Linked DNA regions of Sus scrofa: region 2 is linked to region 1. Evidence: chromatin contacts called from public Hi-C data. All regions are on one chromosome and are shown on one strand. The core of a region is the stretch at or near the end of the contact, and the rest is flanking DNA. Distances in the headings are between cores, read along the strand shown. Region 1 holds the start of SQSTM1 (sequestosome-1). Region 2 holds the start of LTC4S (leukotriene C4 synthase).

Evidence for each region. A called contact is a pair of places that touch in the nucleus more often than the background predicts.
Region 2: a contact with region 1 is called in a Hi-C map of liver, with 2.7 times the contacts expected there. The contact joins the promoter of LTC4S here to the promoter of SQSTM1 in region 1. A contact is called at or near these places in 1 of 5 promoter capture datasets (liver), 7 of 47 Hi-C or Micro-C datasets (epiblast stem cells, heart right ventricle, liver and 1 more) and 2 of 2 datasets of contacts at active chromatin or transcription factors (alveolar macrophages and skeletal muscle).

The regions. Positions count from the first base shown.
Region 1 is chr2:78,761,816-78,766,825 of Sscrofa11.1, forward strand. It overlaps SQSTM1 (sequestosome-1), which reads right to left and starts at 2,183. Exons shown (of 8, transcript XM_003123639.4): 1 at 1,865-2,183. The coding sequence starts at 2,183.
Region 2 is chr2:78,798,994-78,804,316 of Sscrofa11.1, forward strand. It overlaps LTC4S (leukotriene C4 synthase), which reads right to left and starts at 3,288. Exons shown (of 5, transcript XM_003123645.5): 1 at 3,119-3,288; 2 at 1,254-1,353; 3 at 1,093-1,163; 4 at 924-1,005; 5 at 453-690. The coding sequence starts at 3,176. The coding sequence ends at 561. It also overlaps LOC106507308.

The DNA of each region.
Region 1 (5,010 bases), core at 933-3,432:
CACCCAGCCACCTGCCACTCTGCCTCTGGGCCAGCTGCTCTGTCAGAAAGGTGCTGTCTCCATCTACATCCAACCAGACCCTGTCAACTGTGGGAGGTCCCCATCTGCAACTGGCTCCTTGGCGTTCCAGCCCCTCCAAAATTCTTGGACCTCTTGTGGCTTAGGAAAGTAGAATATATCTTCCTGCTTCCTCCCCAACGAAGCTAAAATTATGTCTTTGTATGAAGCCTCCAACTTTTAGATGTCAGCTGAAATGATTTAAAGCACCACCACACAGAACCAACCACACAATACATGTGCAAGCCAGGTCAGGTCTATGGACCACCAAACACAACATCTACCATAAAATCAGGGACTGTGTCAAAAAGCAGAAATAGGGAGTTCCCGTTGTGGCTCAGCAGAAATAAACCCGACTAGTATCCATGAGGATGTGGGTTCAATCCCTGGCCTCGCTCAGTGGGTTAAGGATCTGGCGTTGCCATGAGCTGTGGTGTAAGTGGCAGACACAGCTCAGATCTGGTGTTGCTGTGGCTGTGGCGTAGGCCGGCAGCTGCAGCTCTGATTCAACCCTCAGCCTGGGAACTTCCATATGCCTCCGGTGTGACCCTAAAGACAAAAAAAAAAAAAAAAAAAAAAGGCAGAAACAACCTAAACACCCATCAGCTAATGAATGGCTAAACAAGATGTGGCATGACCATAAGACAATATTATTCATCCACAAAAAGGAATTAAGTACTGATACATACTACAACATAAGTAAACCTTGAAAATAGTATGTAAATAAGAGATGCCAGTTACAAGACTACATATTTTTACATGAAATGTCCAGAATAGGGGAATCCATAGAGATTAGGGGTCGCTTGGGGATTGGAGGATAGGATGATGGGGATGGGAGGAAGCTAACAGAGTTGGTGTATAAAGTGATGAAAATGTTCCCAGATGATTGTGATAATGGCTGCGCAAATCTGTGAATATACTAAAAACTCAACACTTTAAACTACAGTATGTGAACAGGAACTCAAAGTTATTTTTTTGAAAAAGCTAGGGGCTGGCGAGCTGGCAGCAGTCCTGAGGGAGGTCCCGGCACGGCCCCACCCACCGGCGGGCCTGGTCCGCCCGCCTCCCTCCCAGTCACAACAACCTCCCCCAACTCCACCCCGCGCAGCCACCGGTCACGCCAGCTCAGCTAGAAACTAGGCAGGCTCGTGAGCTCTGTCCCTACACCAACACTTCTCGAGAATGTTTTCACCTTGTCCCTCTGTCCGCTGCCAACGGGATAACGTCTGGATCCCGCCTGGCCTTGGGCAACCTATGGTCTCTCCTCCCCACCTCCGGCCAGACTGTGCAGCCCTGAGGGCTCCCCACTGCTTATTTACCCTCGTCACTTTTCTGCGTAGCCAGCCCTTCCCCCTCATCTGCCCGCCCAGGCTCTTCCGGGTTACTATCCGAACCCCCCATCTGGGGCTAGCGGGCCCCAGCTGGGCAGTAGCCAAGTGGCAGTGTAACCCGAGTGCCCCTCTAACCACCCCGTGCCCGCCGTGAGGACGCCCCCGCGCGCCCTCCCCAAGATCTGCACCATCATGGTGGGGGGAGGGGAGGCCTCTTACGTCGCCGGGCCCGATCCGCTAGGGGACTGGCAGCGCCTGACCCCACAGGTCTGGCTGTGGTCACCACTCCTGGCTACCAGAATGGCACCCAAGGCCGAAATGGGAACCCACGCGGGCCACCGCCCACCCAACGAGCGATCAAACTCCCGCAGGCGGCCCCAAGCCCCACGAGAAGGAAGGGAGCAGCGACCCTGCCCGGCAGGGCAGCACTGCGTCACGGCCCCGCACCGCTCCCCGAGAGCGCCCGGCCTGCTCACCGCGGTAGTGCGCCTGGAAGCCGCCGGGCCGTAGCACGGGGAACAGGGCGGCCACCCGGCTCAACAGCCGCTCGCAAGGTCCGGGGCCAGCCGCGGCCTCGGCTTCCGCCTCGGGCTCCGGGCTGAAACAGAAGCTGAAGCGGCGAATCTCGCGGGCCGCATCCTCCTTGCCCAGAAGGTAGGCCTTCACGGTGAGCGACGCCATGACCACCAGTTGGGGAGCAAGAGAAGAGCCCGGCGGTGGTAGCGGCGGCGGCGGCGGCAGCGGGAGGGGACGCGCGGCCTTTGTAGGGAACGCGGGTGAAGCCCCGCCCCTCATCGCTTCCTGGGGGCGGGGCCTGAGTGTCAGAGGTCTGGCTCCAGCCACCCCGGCCGTCGCGCGAGAGCCGCCCTACAGGAGCCCCAGCCTCGCTACCTCTCCCCGCCGTTGAGCCCCCTCATTCCCGACCCCTCTCCTCACCGCCCCAAGTGCACCAGGGACACCAAGAGGCCGGCCCCGCACGCTGACATCTAAGTCTGGCGCCTACCTCTATACCTGGGGCAAGGGACCGGCCAGGGTCCCGCCCTAGACCCCTCCCAGGCCTGACCAGGCCGTGACTCAGCAAAACGGAACCCAGGCCACCGGGGATGCACAGCTCAGGAGGGAGGTGGGCAACAGAGGCTGGAAGCCAGGAAGAGGGGACACTGCTGACACTGCTAGCTACAACAAATTGGCTCCCGAGGCGCTGTCTTGACCTTGCCACTCTTGTCAAGGGCCCGCTCTTGCCACCAGTTTCTCAGGTGGCAGCCCACTACGCCGCCCCCAGCATCCCCCCTAATGGCCCTTTACTGGGTTAAAGCACAGACACTCAACTCAAACCTGAGCACCAGAGGAGCTTCCAGTTTAATAGGGGGTAGGGTTGAGAGATGCCAGAAGAGCACAGGATCTTCCCATCCCCACCTTGCTGGGGGGTCTGCTAAGGCTTCCTGGAGCCTCAGTGGCCACCAAATGTTCACTGAAGCCCTAAGGACTCCCCATCGGTACTCCCCATCCATCCCCACTTGTCAGCTCAAGGTTCAGCTCAGCAAATGGTGCCCAATGGCCTGAAAGATCTCAGGTCTGTTGGCCTCATGGGCAGCCCAGGGATTACATCAACAGCCCCCACCCTACCCCACCCCCAGGAGCCAAGAAACACTCTTTTATGTAACCGAAGTGACCTGTTCAAAGTGCCTAGGGGAAGGGGGTTGTTGGGGGAGGAGGTGCCTTAGAAGAAGGTAAGCAGGCGGGTATGTCACCCTATGAATCCTCCCAAGTAGGGCTCTGTAGGTAGAAAGTCAGACCTGCTGAGTCACACTCACTTTTTTCATGGTGGGGTTTGTGGAAGTCAGTAAAACTTAAAGGGATGGGAGTTCCCATCGTGGCTCAGCGGAAACAAATCTGACTAGCATCATGAGGACGCAGGTTTGATCCCTGGCCTTGCTCAGTGGGTTAACAATCTGGTGTTGCCCTGAGCTATGGTGTAAATTGCAGACTAGCCTCAGATCCTGGGTTGCTGCGGCTGTGGTGGAGGCCAGCGGCTACGGCTCTGATTCGACCCCTAGCTTGGGAATCTCCATATGCCTCAGGTGCAGTCCTAAAAAGACAAAAACAAACAAACAAACAAAAAACCTTAAGGGAATGGGAAACCCAGAGACCATGGGGAAGGTAGATTGGGTTTGGCTAGTTTGCTGACTTGCTTGTGGAATCACAGCAGGAACCTAGCCACAGATGTGGCTTGTTCCTCCCAGAGAGTTTCAGAGTAGGTGAGGCTTTGAACCCCTGCCCAAAGCAGGGCTGTGAAGAGGACAGTCACCCTCTCATGATTCTCCCTTCATTCTTGCTGTGAGCCTGGGAAATTTACCCTCCCTGTCCACTGCCCTACAGACAGGGTTAAGGAACACAGAGCAGGCAGTGCTGGGCAGAGGCTGCAACAGCCCACAGGTGCCCCCATATGACTCAGCAACCTGGGAGCCAATCAGCCCTAGGCAGGCCAGGCAGGCCAAGAGCCTGGCATCCTGCATCCTAGAGCTTGATTGTCCCCATCTGCAAGCATGGGGGTGTGCTAGGAAAGCCCCGTGGCTCTGGGGAGCCTCCAGTTTCAGGGAGGTCTCCAGGCACAGTCTCTGTCTAAATAAGTAACTGAGACAGATGCTGCCACCAGCAACACCTTTGCTCTCTTGCCTTTTAGCTGTTTTGGGACAGTGGTGGGTTTGCAGGGAGCGATGGAAAGCTCAGGGAGAAAGGAGGTGGAAGAAAACGGGACTCTGGGAAGCAGGGAGACCCCTGCTCCTTGGGAGCCAAAAGTTCTAGCCTTCCCAGCATACCCCGCTGCTGAGCCCTGCCCTCCCTCTAGGCCTGATAAAGGTAAACAAGACGGCAGCTGGGGAACCCCCTGGCAGGGCCCTCTCCGCCTGTGCTTGTGGTCAGGTGGCCTGGCCAGCAGTGAGTCAGCATCCCATGACCTGCTGTCATAACAAGGGGATCCCCGGGCCCCTTGCTGCTACCCATATTGATAACATCTCATCAGGCAGCCAGGCAGCCGAGGTGGGGAGGTGTTGCACGGGTCTCTTCAGGACTCAGGAGCCAAAAGAGCAAGTAGAAGCCAGGGTGGCAGGGAGTTGGTGATCAGACGGTGTCCCCATGATCCAAGGCCTCCTTCCGACATCTGCTTCATTCCCCTCCCAGGGTTGCAGGGAGCTCCGTGAACCTCCCTGGTGCCCACTGACCCCCTCCCCACCCTCTAGGGCATAGCATGAACACTCTGCCAGTGGGAAAGCTTCATGCCTGAGTCTGGCCAAATGACCAGCCTCTCACTTTCCTCACCTTTGAAATGGCGCTGGAGTGGGACAACAGAGTCACCCCTCCCAGATGATGCTCCGTAGGTAGATGCATTAGTTATTACTCAGATGCCTTTGAGGATGTCAGCTGGGAGAGGGGTACCAGGCGGGAGGCTACAGCCAGGGTTGAGGTGACAGAGTGAGGAGCGCAGAAGAGACCTTGAGTCAGGGAAGGTTCTGGGAGATGAGATGAGCAGCAGTGGCTGGAAGGTCTTCTGATTTTATTGTTGTCTGGTGTGTTGTAGCCACCACCTCAATCCTCCCTTTCCTCCCTTCTAAAAATAATCCCA
Region 2 (5,323 bases), core at 2,038-4,537, 38 kb after region 1:
CCAAGGCTCCTCTCGCCGAGGCAAGTTACCCTGAACCTGTTCTAGATACACTGAAACTGTTCTAGATACCGGTAGCCGAGTACCGACCAAAAAAAGAAAAAAGGCTCTCGTGTTGGCTGTGAAGGCCAGGGTATGCGGGACAGGGAGACTGAAGTTCAGTAGAGGGGCAGACGACCCAGGAAGGGGACCGGAGCGGAGAGCGCTGACTGCAGGGAGCGGGGAGCCGTGGGGTGAGCCTCGGCGGGAAAGGGTGTGTGGCTTCAGCGTCTGAGAGCAGGTTGGGAAATGACTGGATCCGCAGCCCGAAGGACCCCCTGCCCGAGGCAGGCCTCTTTCTTTCCGAAGTCACGCCCCCGCAGCCCACCTGATGTTCTGGCCCGGAGCTTAGGCTCCTCCAGGCTCCACAGCTCGCAGTGCGCGACGCCCCTCCAACCCAGAGAATGCAGTCGGGGTTCGGTTAGGAGCACTTTAATGAGACTAGGATCAGGGCGAGCACCCTCCTCCGTCTTCCAGGAGACTCCAGCTCTACTTCATTTCCGCCCGCCCGGCGTCCCCCTCTCTCAGGCCCTTGGCAGTAGTTCCTGGAGCTCCGTGCGCAGCGCAGCCGGAAGGAAGTGGGCGAGCAGGCCGAGAGCAGCCAGCGCCAAGAGAAGCCAGAGGGCGCACGCGCTTGCGTACATCGGGGCCAGCCTGCGGGTGGAGCTCAGCAGGGATGGGGCGGGGGCGGGGACGGGAGTTCCGCCCCAAACCCTAAGACCCGCCTCCACCAGGACCCGCCCACCTGCCCTCAAAAGGGACCCACCTCCCGCGGGACGCCAGGTGCCGCCCGCCATCCACTCTCAGCTTCGGCCGTCAGGACCCCGCCCACAAGCCAACTACAAGCCTCCCGCCGGACTTCCCGGGAGCCTCGCCCGGGTTCTCACCTTTGCTGCGCAGAGCGGGCGTAGCCCTGAAAGTAGCGGAAGCGTGCGTACAGGTAGATGAGGCCACACAGTGCCGCTGCACCTGAGAGAGGGGCGGGCGGGGTGGGGTGAGCCCAATGACAGGGACCCCCGGGGTTCCAGGGCGTGCACCCTTGTTCTGTGCCCAGACCTTCGTGAAAGTAGATGCCGGCGACCCAGAGCGTGGCGAGGAGCAGAGGGAAGTACTCGCTGCAGTTTACTCTGCGGTGGGGGCAGGGCGGCATGAGGGCGCCTACCTGGGGCCTCCGGGCAGCATCGCTCCCCACCCCGCGCCCTCCCACCGCGCCTCACTGGGCTCGGTAGACACGCTCGAACTCCGGCGGGCCGGTGGTGAGCGGCGGCGACACGCGGAAGGCCCTGCGCGCCGAAATCACCTGCAGGGAGAAGTAGGCTGGGGGCGGAGATATTGCAGGAGTCAGAAATGGCACCGCGACGCCCGCAGCCTCCCTCGGCCCCCGCGTCCACTCTGGCCACGCATATTTTCTTCATCATTCTCCTCGCTCTTCTCGTCAGGACTCCCCCTATAAAGCCTGACGAAGGGGAGTTCCGGCCCCTGTGACACTCAGTGGGGAGGGGAGGGTGCGGGCCTGGGGCTCTGAGAGGTCCTGTCCCACCCAGTGAGTGTAGGGGCAGGAGGATGACATGTCATGGGACACCTGCCCACAGGAGGACTTTGCTCCTGAATCATTTGACTTGCAAAACACAGGCAAATGCCCAACTCCCACTCTCTAGGCCCAGGTCCCTGGATGGGGTATCCCCTGAGGCAGAGCCGGCCGCATCCTTGCACGTGCAGGGGAGCACACACCCTGTGGCCAACTGTCCTTGCCCCTCCACCCACAGAGTCCACAGACCTCCCCAGCAAGCCTGGGTTGCTCTTGGTCCAATTGAGGTTCCCACCTCAGCTGCTCTGCTCAGGCTCTCTGGACCCTGCCTAAATCTGACAGACATCCTCTCCTCTGCTCCCACGTGGCTGCAGCTGGGACTTTTCTAGTCCAACCCCAGGCCACCAGGGCTCTGCCCCTCTCCATCCCAACACAGGTGGGTACAGAGAGTGGGCTTGTCCTGGGAGGTCTGCGTGTATAGGAGCCCTTCCCTTGGCCTCAGGCCAGGAGTCCACCACACACACAGTGACTCCAGTGTCTTCCTGCAAGTCCTGTGGTCCTGGTACCCTTGGTGCCAGGCCCCCTGCAGACATATCCCATGCTGAGTGCACTTGGGTACCAAGGGCAGCTGTGCCAGCACATTGTAGGATCTGGAGGGCAACCTGGTGTCTAAATGAGGAGGGGCTGAGGGCCAAAGTCACTGGTATGGCTGGAGAGCAAGTCAGGCTGTCTGTTCAGTCCCCCCAGGACCTCTGCCCCAGGCTGTGCCTTGTTCTCGCTGTTACAGTGTGAGGCAGTGATGTCCCAAGAAGCTGGAATATCCATCCCGGGAATGGCTTGGCTAGAGCCAATCTGAGAAGGGCACCAAGCAGGCATTTTTGGGAGCTGAAGAGCAGATTTCAACCTTATCCAGCATGGAAAGGGTGCCTTCTTGAAGGCAGGGCCGGGGGATGGGGCCCTCCCACTGGGACACTCAGAGAGGGGACAGCAGAAGAGGGCAGAGATCAGCTGGAGGAGGGCTGCACAGGCACATGACTGACCCGCTTCCATACCCACCATGAGAACATGCATTCATCCTGGCACCCTGCCCTCCTGCTCAGGCCCTACCGCGCAGCACAGCTAGATGCCCCATCTGCTCCCTGAAAGCCGCTGCCCTCCTCTGAGGTCCTTATGCTGGTTGAGGGGCCACCCCCACCCCAAGCCAGGCACCGCGCATGCCTCTCTCAGTTGTCCCTCAGGGGCCTTTTTCTATTTCGCTGCCCATCCCCTAGATCAGGCACCTCTTAGGCTTGGTCCCTGCCCAGGGTTTCACAGTTTGCCCTGCAGACACCCCTCCGGGGCCTCCCCCCTTCCCACCTAGGGGAAGTGGAAGCCCTGGAGCATCGCTTCCTCTGATGGGGGCCAGAAGAGCTTGGGCCAGGAGTCTGGGCTAGAGCCCTCCCTCCGCCCCTCACCTAGGCCTGGGCCCTCCAGCACCTCCCCAGCGCCTGGAGGGTGGAAGGCAAATTGCAGGGGTCTGAGGCCCACCCACCTCCCAAGCAGGAGCCAACCCACCTTGCAGCAGGACTCCCAGGAGGGTGACAGTGGCCAGAAGAGCCACCTCGTCCTTCATGGCGCCGATGGCTCTGTCAGGCCAGGCTGGTGTGTGAGAGGACTGGCCACAGAGTTCTTATCAGCCTCAGTCCGCTGGGCCGAGACTGGGCCCAGGACAGGAAGAGTGGCCTGCTCTCCCCGCCCCTTCTCAGTGGAGGGGGGGTGGGGACGTGACTATGGCCTGAGAGAGCCTGGGAGCCTGGTCAGGCTGAGCAAACAGCAACCAGGGCCAGATGAGAGAACAGCCAGCTGGGGACAGCCCAGCCACCTCCTCACAGTCATTTTGCCCCTTCTGTGCCTAGCCTTGTGCCGGCAGAACTCAAGTTATCCAGCCAGGACTTCAGCCATGGTGTGTCCAGTGTCCACCCAGGCCCTGCATTCTCAGAAGGTCCCAGTTGGCCCTCCAGACCTCCTTTTGTCTTGGGTCTGGTCTCAGGAATCTAGCGGCTCCTACTTGAGTCACCCATTGCCACCACTTCCCATCTATCACCAAGTTCCTCTCATCCTCAACCGACCCCTAGTGCCACCTTCCAAGCCCTGCCCTGCCCCATCTCTCACCTGGCCACAGGTCACAGGCTCCTCACATGTTCCTGGCCCTGACTCCCCACCCACCTGTACACACCCACTCATCTGGTCCCCATTCCCCAACTTTGGTTGTTTGGTAACATGTAATTCTGCAGCGCATCCAAGCACCCAGCCCACACTGGGCACAGCCAAGTCCTTGCTCCCTTTCAGGAGCCCTGATGTCTGCCCCCTCACAGCTCCCTGGGCTCCATGCACAAGGGCCATCCCAAAAGGCCTCCTGGCTGGCCTGGCAGGGTGGGTCAGCCCACTTGGGATGGCCAAACCCATGGTCTCTGGCGCCCCTGACCCTGAAACGGTCTCCTGCCATTTCTATCTAGCCAGCATCCCTTCTTCCTGAGTCCCTAACCCTACCCACACTCTATCCAGTGGCCTGGGCAGAGTTGCCTCCTGCCCCTCCCAGGTCTGTGGGATGGACGTGTGAGCCAAAATTGACTGTGTGAGCCAAGTACTGACTCAAGATGGTAAAATGCAGTTCTGGAAACTTCCTTGGAACTGAGTTCTCTTCCTTAGAAGAGGACTCAGAATGGGGAGGGAGATTACCAAGGACCACTTATGGCTGCTCACCATCCTGAGGAGGATGGATCCAACACAGGGCTAGGTTTCAAGGAGAGAGGTGGCTTTTTTTTTTTTTTTTTTTTTTGTCTTTTTAGGGCCGCACTCAGGAGAGAGCTGGCTTTTGTCTGAGCCCTGAGGCCACCTTGCCTGGAACAATGCCCTGGTTGTTTAGCCTTTCCATTTTGTAAGATGGCCACTTCTTGGAGTTCCCTTCGTGGCGCAGTGGTTAACGAATCCGACTAGGAACCATGAGGTTGCGGGTTCGGTCCCTGCCCTTGCTCAGTGGGTTAAGGGTCCGGCGTTGCCGTGAGCTGTGGTGTAGGTTGCAGACGCAGCTCGGATCCCTCGTTGCTGTGGCTCTGGCGTAGGCCGGTGGCTACAGCTCCGATTCGACCCCTAGCCTGGGAACCTCCATATGCTGCCGGAGCGGCCCAAGAAATAGCAAAAAGACAAAAAAAAAAAAAAAAAAAGATGGCCACTTCTCCTTTTTGCTCAAGCTGGTTCGAGGTGGGTTTTGTTTTGGTCAGCGGTGGCAGAGTCTAGACAGATACACAGGCATAGGCAGGAGCCAGGGAGGCCACAAGCAAGTACAGGCCATGCAGGGAGGGAGGGAGCTGCTGCACCAGGTGATGGGCCACCATGATGCCCAGGTGCCCCTTGCTTGGTCATGCTGGAGAGTCGCCATACATCAGGGTTTTGTGACCTCAGGAGCTCTGCCCTGGCTATCTACCCAGCCTCTTTCCTTGCTGCCCCCAAGCCTGGGTTGCAGTCTGAGGGCTTTTTTGCCTCCTGGGCTCCCCCTGTACCTTTCTACCCTCTCATCACCTGGCCAAGGCCCAGTGAATGCCTTTTGTCCATCATTGCCCCCAGGGTACCAGCTGTTTTACATCTGGGGGCACTGGGGGCTCCTAAGAGTAGGGCTGGATCTCCAAGTCTGCATCCTGCTGTGGACCTGGGCTTACCATTGCAGCAGCAGATGCTCAGTGATGTGGGAATGATTGACAGGTGCTCAGAAACAGAGACAGG